2 separate regions of the Mus musculus genome follow, and region 2 is linked to region 1. Evidence: chromatin contacts called from public Micro-C data. All regions are on one chromosome and are shown on one strand. Each heading gives the region's core, a stretch centred on a gene start, on an enhancer-like site or on the middle of the called end of the contact. The rest is flanking DNA. Distances are from core to core; before and after follow the strand shown. Region 1 holds the start of Lasp1 (LIM and SH3 protein 1). Region 2 overlaps Rara (retinoic acid receptor, alpha).

Region 1 (4,627 bases), core at 1,867-4,366:
GTGTGTGTGTGTGTGTGTGTGTGTGTGTGTGTGTATGTACGTGTGTGTGTGTGTATGTACATACGTGTGTGTATGTGTGTATGTATGTATGTGTGTATATGTATATATGTATGTGTGTGTATGTACGTATGTGTGTATGCATGTACGTATGTGTGTGTATGTATGTATGTACGTATGTATGTGTGTGTGTAGTTTCTCATTTTCACTACTGAGTATTTACTTGTTAATTCACTGTGCCTTTATTTTTAGTCTGCCTCTCGGACACTAATAGCAAGCCAGAATCTGGTTTTGTTGAAGCTTTGTGCTGCCTCTTGACGGGGTCACCGAGTGCGCTATGAATTAATGAGAAGAATCTGGGCAGTCTGTAAGCTAGGAAACAAATCTCAGCAAATGTTCTGATCCAAGTGGTGATTGATTCTGCAGAGAGCAGGCGACAGTTCTGCAAATTCATAATTTAAATTCACGGTTTCAAATTATTGGTGATTTTTTTTTTGTTTTTATCTTTTTATTGTTTAAATTCAATACAATTTAGCAAAACGTTATTGGTTCTAAATGAATAAACAAGTTTTGGTGAAAAGCAAACAAGTCATGTAAAAAGAAATTTGCAGCCTCTTACCGCCAGAGGGGGTATAGCTCAGTGGTAGAGCATTTGACTGCAGATCAAGAGGTCCCCGGTTCAAATCCGGGTGCCCCCTTGGTGGGTGCATATGTTTTTCCTATGAGAACACTCAGTTTCTCCACTCAGTTATTTCCAAATCCAAACTCTACCTTCCTAATTTTCCCCCTTTGAATGTTGAATCAGCATCGAGGAAGGAGGAAGGAGCTATCTCTCCTAACAGAATGGCAAGTGAGGTATGGAATAAGGAACATTTTTTACCTCGTTTGTATCCCGACCCAAAAAGCTAAGGATGAATCCAGAAACAATGTTTATAATACTTGCCGATTTTAAGGTATGTTACAGCCAGGTGTTGTAGAACATGCCTGTTAATCTCAGCACTTGGAAGGAGGCAGGAGGATCAGAGTCCAAGAGAGTTTAAGAGCAGGGCGTGGTGGCGCATGTCTTTGATCCCAGAACTCCGGAGGCAGAGGCAGACGAAGTTCGAGGCCAGCCTGGTCTACAGAGTGAGTTCCAGGACAACCAGGGCTACACAGAGAAACCCTGTCTCAAAAAAAAAAAAAAAAAAAAAAAAAAAAGAGTTTAAGATTAGCCTTGGCCTATATATCAAAATCAAGGCCAGCCTGGGCTACACGAAACTCTGTATGGGGGTGGGGGTGGGGGTGGGGCGCGGAAGACACAGTGTAAAGAGATAAAAAACGAATGTCTTGTCTGAGATGTTGAGGCTGGAGAATGTACAAGTTCAAGGCCCAGCGTCTGGGAACAGAGACTCGCTTCTCTGGTATCTCTGTGCTTTGCCCCAAGCTCTGCTCAGTCCCCTTCCTTGTTCCGCTCAGCAGAGAACTGTAATGGGAACTGGGAGGGAATGCATGTGAATATTCCCCTGGGGTCCTGGGATGACACAACCAGATTCCATGTTTAAAATATCACAGCCACACCCTGACACGGGCAGCATGCCTCTGTCTGTCTCTTTTTCCTTTTTTTGGGCAAAACCTAGCTGAGGGGCCGCCCTTGCTTCCCTGTTCACACTTAGAGATTTCTTCCAGACCAGATACCTTAAAGCAGCTAGATACCTGTCCCCTGTTGAGGATTTGAAACTTGATAGCGTTGTGGTAATAATATTCTGGTGATCCTCAAAGAGCGGTCCTTGCGTCCTTGAATGATTTACCTGACAAATCCGCCAAAGAGCTAACTGCCAAGGCCTTCCTCAGCATCTACACAATCGGAAACTGGGGACGTTTTAATGAGCCCCCCCCTCCCCCAGGTCACTCTAGAGCACGCACAAGTTGTGAAAACCACTGCATTCATTTATATTACTTGGCTTTGGGGTCTTGTTCTTTTGCAGTGAAGGGAGCTGACGAGTGCTCCTCCCGGTTTCACGGTCTCGGAGCGCTTTTACTCGGTCCACGTCACCAAGTCACAATGAAACGTGAGGATATAGAATAATAAGGATCATAGAATGAAACGAAAAAGGGAAAGGAAAGCTTAGGTTGGAGAAGGGCTATGTCCGCAAGTTTCCCTTTTTTGATTGACCCTTGACCCTCAACGGACACACACCGTCAACCTGGGGAGTGACCTTGGCTTCCGAACCCAAAGTGTGGAACAATCCAATTCAAATTCACAAGCATACCATGGGCAGAAATCTCCAGGACTCTGGCGCCAATCAAATAAAGTCGTGCAACTTCTGCTTGGTACGAGGCAAAACGAAGGCTTTTCTGCTCAGATTTAAAAGGAGGAGTGGCCTTTATCTTTTTACCTGTTTTAATGACCCAGGGTCGAATCAAGATCATACTTGTATTGAAACGTATTTTTATTGTCATTGAAGAGAGGAAAAGACTCTGAGGGGGCACCCGGATTTGAACCAGGGACCTCTTGATCTGCAGTCAAATGCTCTACCACTGAGCTATACCCCCGCACCGACGCGCAGCTTGAAGCAATCTCTTTTCAGTCTTAAGATGCTGTCGCAGCTGCTACACAGGTAGAATAGGGGCAAGAGAAAAGAATGGAAGAGCAAAGGCGGCCAAGCTGAAAGCAGAGGATGCCTGAATCCGAAGAATCCATGGGAAAGCTGCAGCGCAGAGGGGCGGGGAGGGTGAACGTACGGAGGTGCTGAGTCCAAAGGGAAAGGGACAGGTACCTATGTGGGAGAGGATGTGGGCGGGAAGGGAACTAGCTGGGGGGCGGGGCGGGGCAAGGGGTGGTTTCCCCGCAGGTTGATGCTGGGGACCCACGGGTTTAAGGAAAGTCCCCCAGTCTAGAGAATCTGTACTATCCCCACCATCGTCGGGTGCGTGGGGTTGCCCCCTCTCATGGGAAATCGGGCTCTGCCACACTCGCGTCTGTTTCTCCAGCGCGGGAAGGGCCATGGCCCGGGCCCGTCCTCGGTCGCGGAGCCCAGGGGCACGTGCACCCCGAGAGCTCAGGGGCTCCTGCACTCCCGTCCCGCAGTCCTCCCTGGAACCCGCCCCCACGCAGCCCCACGTCGCCCGGGGAGCGCGCCTGGTCGCGCGCGCCTCTTTCCGCGCCCGAGGCGCGTCCCCGCCCTAGCCAGTGCAGCCCCTCCTCCCCACTGTGTTTATTAGGGGAAGGAGGGCGGAGGCGGAGGCCAGTTCCCCAGTTCCAGTCGCCGTCGCCTGCACAGTTGCAGCCGCCGCCTCCCACCAGCTCGCCCAAGGAAAAGGGAACGCGCGCGAATACGGGCGTCCCCGCCCCAGTCTTTCCCCGGAACCATGAACCCTAACTGTGCCCGGTGCGGCAAGATCGTGTACCCCACGGAGAAGGTGAACTGTCTGGATAAGGTGAGCTCGGGTACCGGGCGCTGCGAGCTAGCCAGTGCTAGTGCAGCTCTCCATCAGGGGAGGAAAGAGGGGCCGGGTCTTTGCGGGCTCTTCCCTGCGCTCCCCAGAGCAGGTAAGGAAGGCGGGAGGCGACTTGGGGTGTGGGGACAGACCCCAGTCTGGAACCTGGGAGGTCCAAGGCGAGGTGGTGAGCAGCCACCGCTGGAGATGGGTGGCCTCTGTGCATCGAGGTTAGGAGGGCTGGAAGGAAGGGCGGAAGAGCACCAGGGAACCGGGTTCCCCGGGTGTGTGCAGGAGGTTAGAGGTGCAGTCCCGCCCCCCGGGCCGGGAGTGAGAGGGGAGACGGCCGCTCCCTTTCCCCGCGGCGGCCAGCGCCAAGTAGGCGGAAGCGCGGGGCGCTGGGGGGAGGGGGCGGCGGGGGCGGGGCGGAGGCTGGGGCCGGCGCTACCCGCCCGGCTTGGGCTGCCGGTAGCCTGGCTTCCTGGCTTGGAAGCTGCGTCGGGTCCTTCGTCCAGCGAGTGTCAATTGTGGTGAAAGGGATTTAGGGGCAGCGCCGGAATCTCACTGCGAGACCCCCTCTTTTTGAACGACCTGCTGGTCCCCTCCTTGCTTTTTTTGTGGTTGGGGAACCCGCAGACCTCCTTCATAGCTTCCCCAACCCCCAATTCAAATTGCAAGCCACTCCGGGTGATCGGCTGCCCAGTCGGAGCTGGGCGGGGTAGGGAGTGGGGAGGACGCTTCTTGGAGATCTGAAATTGTGCTCAGCCTGGAGACCAGCTTAGAGAACAAAGAGCTAACTTTTCAGAGCTGTTTTCTCCGATGGAGGGTGGGATTGGCCGAGTTCTGAGGAAGCAGACGAAAAGGAGTTTTTTAAGAGGAGGGGGGTAGCCTTCTGGAAATCAGCTGGCCCCTAGGGGCTCTTACGCATCCCCCGGCCCAGGCTGGACCCGATCATCTGTTTGCCATTACACTTTTGCAAGGGGGACTGAAGGGTAGATCTGGGTGTTTCCGGTACAGTTTGAGATGGGACCCTTCTGCCTTGTTCTGAACCCCATAAAGTCTAAGACAACCCGTTTCTTCTCTTGTGACCCCCTCTGCAGGGAAGCCTTTTGGCTCCTCATAGATACGTTGTACCTGGCTCTCCAAGCTGGATCTCATTCTCCACGTTTATGGCTGAACTGGACAGAAGCAGGCGCCTCAATGAGGCGATCTA
Region 2 (4,584 bases), core at 2,042-4,541, 1.2 Mb after region 1:
CCTCCCCTTGCCAACTCCCCCGCCCCAGAAGGACAGGGAGGGACTCCATGGGGGCTTTCTGCCTGGACTCTGGCCTTGGACACATGCACAGGCTTGGCAGGGTGTTTTCTACCTCTCCTCTCTGCCATGAGGGTCACTCGTTGGCTGGGCGGGGGTCTCAGTGCCCTTCCCTGGCTGGCCAAGCCAGGTAGTGGGAGGTGGCGGTGGCTATAGCCAGCTGGCAAAGTCCAGGCTTGGGGCCTGCCAGGCCGCTTACAGTAACTCTGGCCCCCAGGGCCCAGCTGGGCTCCAGGCCAGAGCCTTAGAGGAGGGATCTGGGCCTGGCCTGGGGCTGGAGGGAGTGGAAGCGGCAGAGTCGGCCATGGCTGGCTGGCCGGCCGGCTGGTCAGCTGCTGACCTGGGAAACGTGTCCTACCTCTCCTGGTTGGCAGGGACAAGAGCACCCTGCCTGGCACCCACTGCCCCTCCCATTGGCAAGCTGTCTGGCACCACTGCCCTGTGTGCCCGGCTGGGCTGGGTCAGTGCCCCCTTCTTGGTGTGGGGGCCGCGCTCTCTCCCCGGAGCCAGGGAGTCTCTTTGTCCCTGGGGCAGGCTCTGGCTGGGCGCCTCACTGCCCACAACTGGATGTCTGCCCACAGCCACCATTGCTTCCTGGATCGCTGCCTATGGCTTTGTCGCAGCCCCCTCCCTTCCAGGCCTCACCAGCCTTCAGGAGCAGGTAGTCTATGCCTGTGAGCCTTTACACCCTAGGGTTAGGGAGTGGACAAGTGCTACCTCAGTTTCCTCTTTTTTAAAAAAAAAAAAAAGAAGAAGATATATTTCATTTATATGAGTACACTGTAGCTGTCTTCAGACACACCAGAAGAGGGCATCGGATCCCATTACAGATGGTTGTGAGCCACCATGTGTTTGCTGGGAATTGAACTCAGGACCTCTGGAAGAGCAAGCAGTCAGTGCTCTTAACCACTGAGAGGTCTCTCTAGCCCTACCTCAGGGTCCCTAAGCCTCCACTTTTTAATTCTGCCTTTTATTCTCTCCACCTTACTCAGCAGAGTCTGAGACCCCCTACTGTGTTCTGGTTTTTTTTTTTTTTTTTTCCTAGTCTGTGCTAATAAGGAGATCAAGCTCTGGGGCTCAGAGTTGCTGGGGGTATGGGGGGAAACCTATGTAAAAATACTCCCTGCATTTGAGCTTCCATCTCAAACATCCCAGGAGCTGGAAGAATTGTGCTTTCTTTCAGGGTGGAGTTTTTAAGACAGAAAGGAAAGCGGGTGGTGGCGGCGGATGCCTTTCACCCAAGAGGCAGAGGCAGGTGGAGTTCTGAGTTCGAGGCCAGCCTGGTCTACAAAGCAAGTTCCAGGACTGCCAAAGCTACACAGAGAAACCCTGTCTTGGGGAAAAAAAAAAGAACAAAACAAACCAAAGAGGAAGGAGGAGAGAGGAGAGGAGTTGGGGAGTCCTGGACGCCAGTGCCACCAAGGACCACTTATGCTTGCCCCGTGATGTCACAGGGGCCTGGACACATGAACCTGACTAGATGGAAGGTTGCAGGGGGATTTAGGATCTGGCCCCTGTGAGAGGAAAAGCCCTCCCCCTGAGTGTTGCAAGCTCCTTCCTCTTTCTTAGAGGTGGGTGGGGTGAACCCCTACCCTGGTAACCTACTCCTAGGGTGGGGTGCCCGGATTTTGGGCTAATGGCAGCCTTCTTTGGCTTTCTCCACCCAGGTTAGGCAATGCCCTCTTCCTGCCTCTGTGAGTCTGTGGGTTTCCCACCCATCCCCCTCTCCTAGTAAACAACAACAGTTCTCTTCCTCCCTACTCCCCTGCCTCTGAGCACCTTCTAGGACCAGGGACCAGAGGCCTTGGCTCTGAGACCACCCCCTCCTACAGTGCTCCTGGTACCTGGAAAACAACTAAAAGTTTTTGCAGCTTTAGTCTCCCCTAGCCCTTGGGTCTAGAAGGTGTCAGGTAGTTCCTGGAGGGGGGTGTGTGGAGTGGCTTGCAGCAGTGATGCTATGTCCTGGTGATCTTCCAGGCTCCCCCCCCCCCAACCCCCCCCCCCCCCCCCCGCTCCAATCCCACGTCTGTGGAGATGGCCTCCCCTTCCTGGGCCTCTTGCAAGGTTGCACCTCAGGTGTGTTGTATGTACTCTGCAGGTGACCTGTGGGAGGGCCAAGGCCCCTCCAGGTCACGGTGGGGAGAGCTAGGTATTGTCCTACTGGGAGTCTCCTAGGGAACCAGGGTGGAGGCCCCAGAGATAGCACAAGACTCCTGTCCCTTTGGCTCCTGGCCCCTGAAGCCTGTTTGCTGTGGAGGTTTGGTCTTCTCTGTGCTGTGTGACGAGGGTCAGGGTTGTGTGTTCTTTGGGAGGAGGGGGTCAGGGCTGAGTATGCTGAGAAGGGGGGGAGGGGTTAATGGCTTGTGTATACTGGGTGAGACCAGTGTTTCCTAAGAATTAAATCCAGAGCTGGGGAGGGGAATGTCAGCTTGTGGTGGAGCTGTGGGGGAGGGCTGGGGGGGGAGTGGGGGAGGGCTGGAGGGAGGGGGGCAGGCCTGATTTAGGGGCAGAGGTGTCTTGATGTGAGGGCTTCAGAGACTTTGACCTTCATAATGTGTGTGTGTGGGGGGCTCTATCTCTAATGTCTTTGTGTTTCCTGGCCTGGGGGCCAAGGGGTGAACCTCTTTGGCTTATGCGTCCTTGGCATTCCTTGGGCTTCGAGGTTAAAACCTTAGACACCTGTGTCACGTATGTGTCGATCTCTTGGCATTGTTTCCTGGTTGGTAACACAGCGACATTAGGTAACACAGACACATGACCAGATACTGTGCGAGCTCATCCCGGGGGACACTTGGTGTGTGCCTGGCATGTGACCCGGGAGAATGGGAGGCTGCTGTGCACCTACTGTGGGTCGGGACATTATCTGCGCCTTAAAAAAAAAACAAAAAACAAAAACAACCCTTCATGTGGACTCACTCCTTCCGTAGAGTCACCTTGTACTCGTGTATAGAAGAGGGAGGGCAGAGGAAGCCAGGCCAAAGCACGGCAGACATCCAGATAGTCAGCTTTAGGAGGACACCGGGGGTAGGGGGGTGGGGTGGGGCATTCCGGGGCCATTGGAGATTATGGAGACCTCACCACCATTGTTGAATATTGTTCTGGTTACTGGAGACCCGGTCTCCGACTTCCCACCAGTAGGGGGCGCAGGGAAAGCCACCCCTCCACCCCTGCCCCCCTTCTCAGTGTTGGATTTTGAGACTGGAAAGATAAGAAGCCCGGGAAGATCTCCATCCTGTCCTAGAAGCCGTGGACACAGTCTGCCCACACCCCCACCCAACCCTGTTCTGCCCTCTCGCCGGCTGTGAGCTTGCAGAACTCTGCAGCCCCCGCCTCCTCCCGTCCCTGACAGACTCTGAAGGAACAGAGTGTAAAAGCCTTAGCTGTTATTCATATTTTGTTGCAATTTCTGAAGGGGGGGGGCAGGGAAGTTGGAAGCAATCAGTCGATGAGTTAGGACAGGAACCTAAAAGGGTGGCAACAGATTTTCCTTCTACATGTTGGCTGGGTACTTGTCTAGATATGGGGATGTGGTCCCCTCCCCCTCCCTGTCTTGGGAGCCCAGGCCTAGGGGAACCTGGGAAGGAGGCCCAGAGGAAGGAGGGAGGGGGTGTGCCTGTCTCTTCATTCCTTGCCCTGGGGTTTGCTCCCTTGCTTGTTCACACCCCGCACAATAGAAAGGACAACCTTGAGGAGGCGCGTCCCTGCCTAGTCGCCCCTGCCCTGGGGTCCAAAATGCTGAGTCAGCCAAAAGACCTTCACAGGGGGCTTTCATTGAAAATAGAGTCCCTCACTATTTATCTATCGTCCTGGAGGGATAAATGTACAGGCTCTCTCAGGGTAGGATTCCAGCACAGATTGGGGGAGGGGACACAGGGAAGGAAGCTTGTCTTCCTCTTAGGCCAGTCAGGGCCTCAGGCATTGTATACACCTCTTGCCAAGGGATGTGCGCCATGGGGTTTTGCCAGTGCAGCCTTTGTATATGCGTTGGGGGTGGTGTGTGTGTGTGTGTGTGTGTACATGGTAGCATCGGTAAAAAGAGGAAATGGTAAGCTGCAAATAATGCCCCTGTAGTCAGGATAGACTAGGGGTCCCTTTGCCCTGGGAGCATTCGTAATCCAGGCCCTCCCCCGCCCAGATGGACCCCAGGTTGCTGAAAATACCATCCAGCCTGAAGTCTGATCCCACTTCCCTACTTGCTCCAGAAGTCTTTCAAGTCAGCTCTGCCCGTGCAACCTTGGGCAGGTCACTCAGCCTTTCTCGGAATCTTTTGCCTTTCTTGTCTGTCTCTGGTAGGCTGCTCGCTGTGAGGCCACGGTGACCCGCTTGCTGGTTATGGCCTGCAATAGCTTCAAGCACCTTGAAGGGCGGGGAGGCGGGGGGGGGGGGGGGGGAGTGTTCCGGGTTGGGGGTAGGGCTGGGTATTGTCGTAGAGATGGCCACCCTGTATCAGGCCCTGATGTCTGTCTGGCACCGGGCCTAATGTTGTCCCTCTGTCCCTAGGGCAGAGGAGGGAGCCCTGCTTGGCAC

The links. A called contact is a pair of places that touch in the nucleus more often than the background predicts.
Region 2: a Micro-C map of embryonic stem cells shows a contact between it and region 1, with 1.9 times the contacts expected there. The contact joins the enhancer-like site here to the promoter of Lasp1 in region 1. A contact is called at or near these places in 3 of 39 promoter capture datasets (cranial neural crest, embryonic stem cells and liver) and 2 of 484 Hi-C or Micro-C datasets (embryonic stem cells and liver).

Annotation. Positions count from the first base shown.
Region 1 is chr11:97,796,449-97,801,075 of GRCm38.p6, forward strand. It overlaps Lasp1 (LIM and SH3 protein 1), which reads left to right and starts at 3,117. Exons shown (of 7, transcript NM_010688.5): 1 at 3,117-3,414. The coding sequence starts at 3,346. It overlaps n-TCgca51 (a tRNA gene), which reads right to left and starts at 2,529; the gene lies at 2,458-2,529. n-TCgca56 (a tRNA gene) reads left to right here and starts at 624; the gene lies at 624-695.
Region 2 is chr11:98,951,255-98,955,838 of GRCm38.p6, forward strand. All of the region lies in intron 2 of Rara (retinoic acid receptor, alpha), which reads left to right. Among named protein-coding and RNA genes, the nearest start is that of Gm22061, 7.1 kb to the left of the region's middle. Within about 2 kb of position 3,292, at least 120 of the 459 cell types and tissues checked have an H3K27ac peak or open chromatin away from gene starts, as enhancers often do. A contact at or near this core is called in embryonic stem cells and liver, where this site is marked.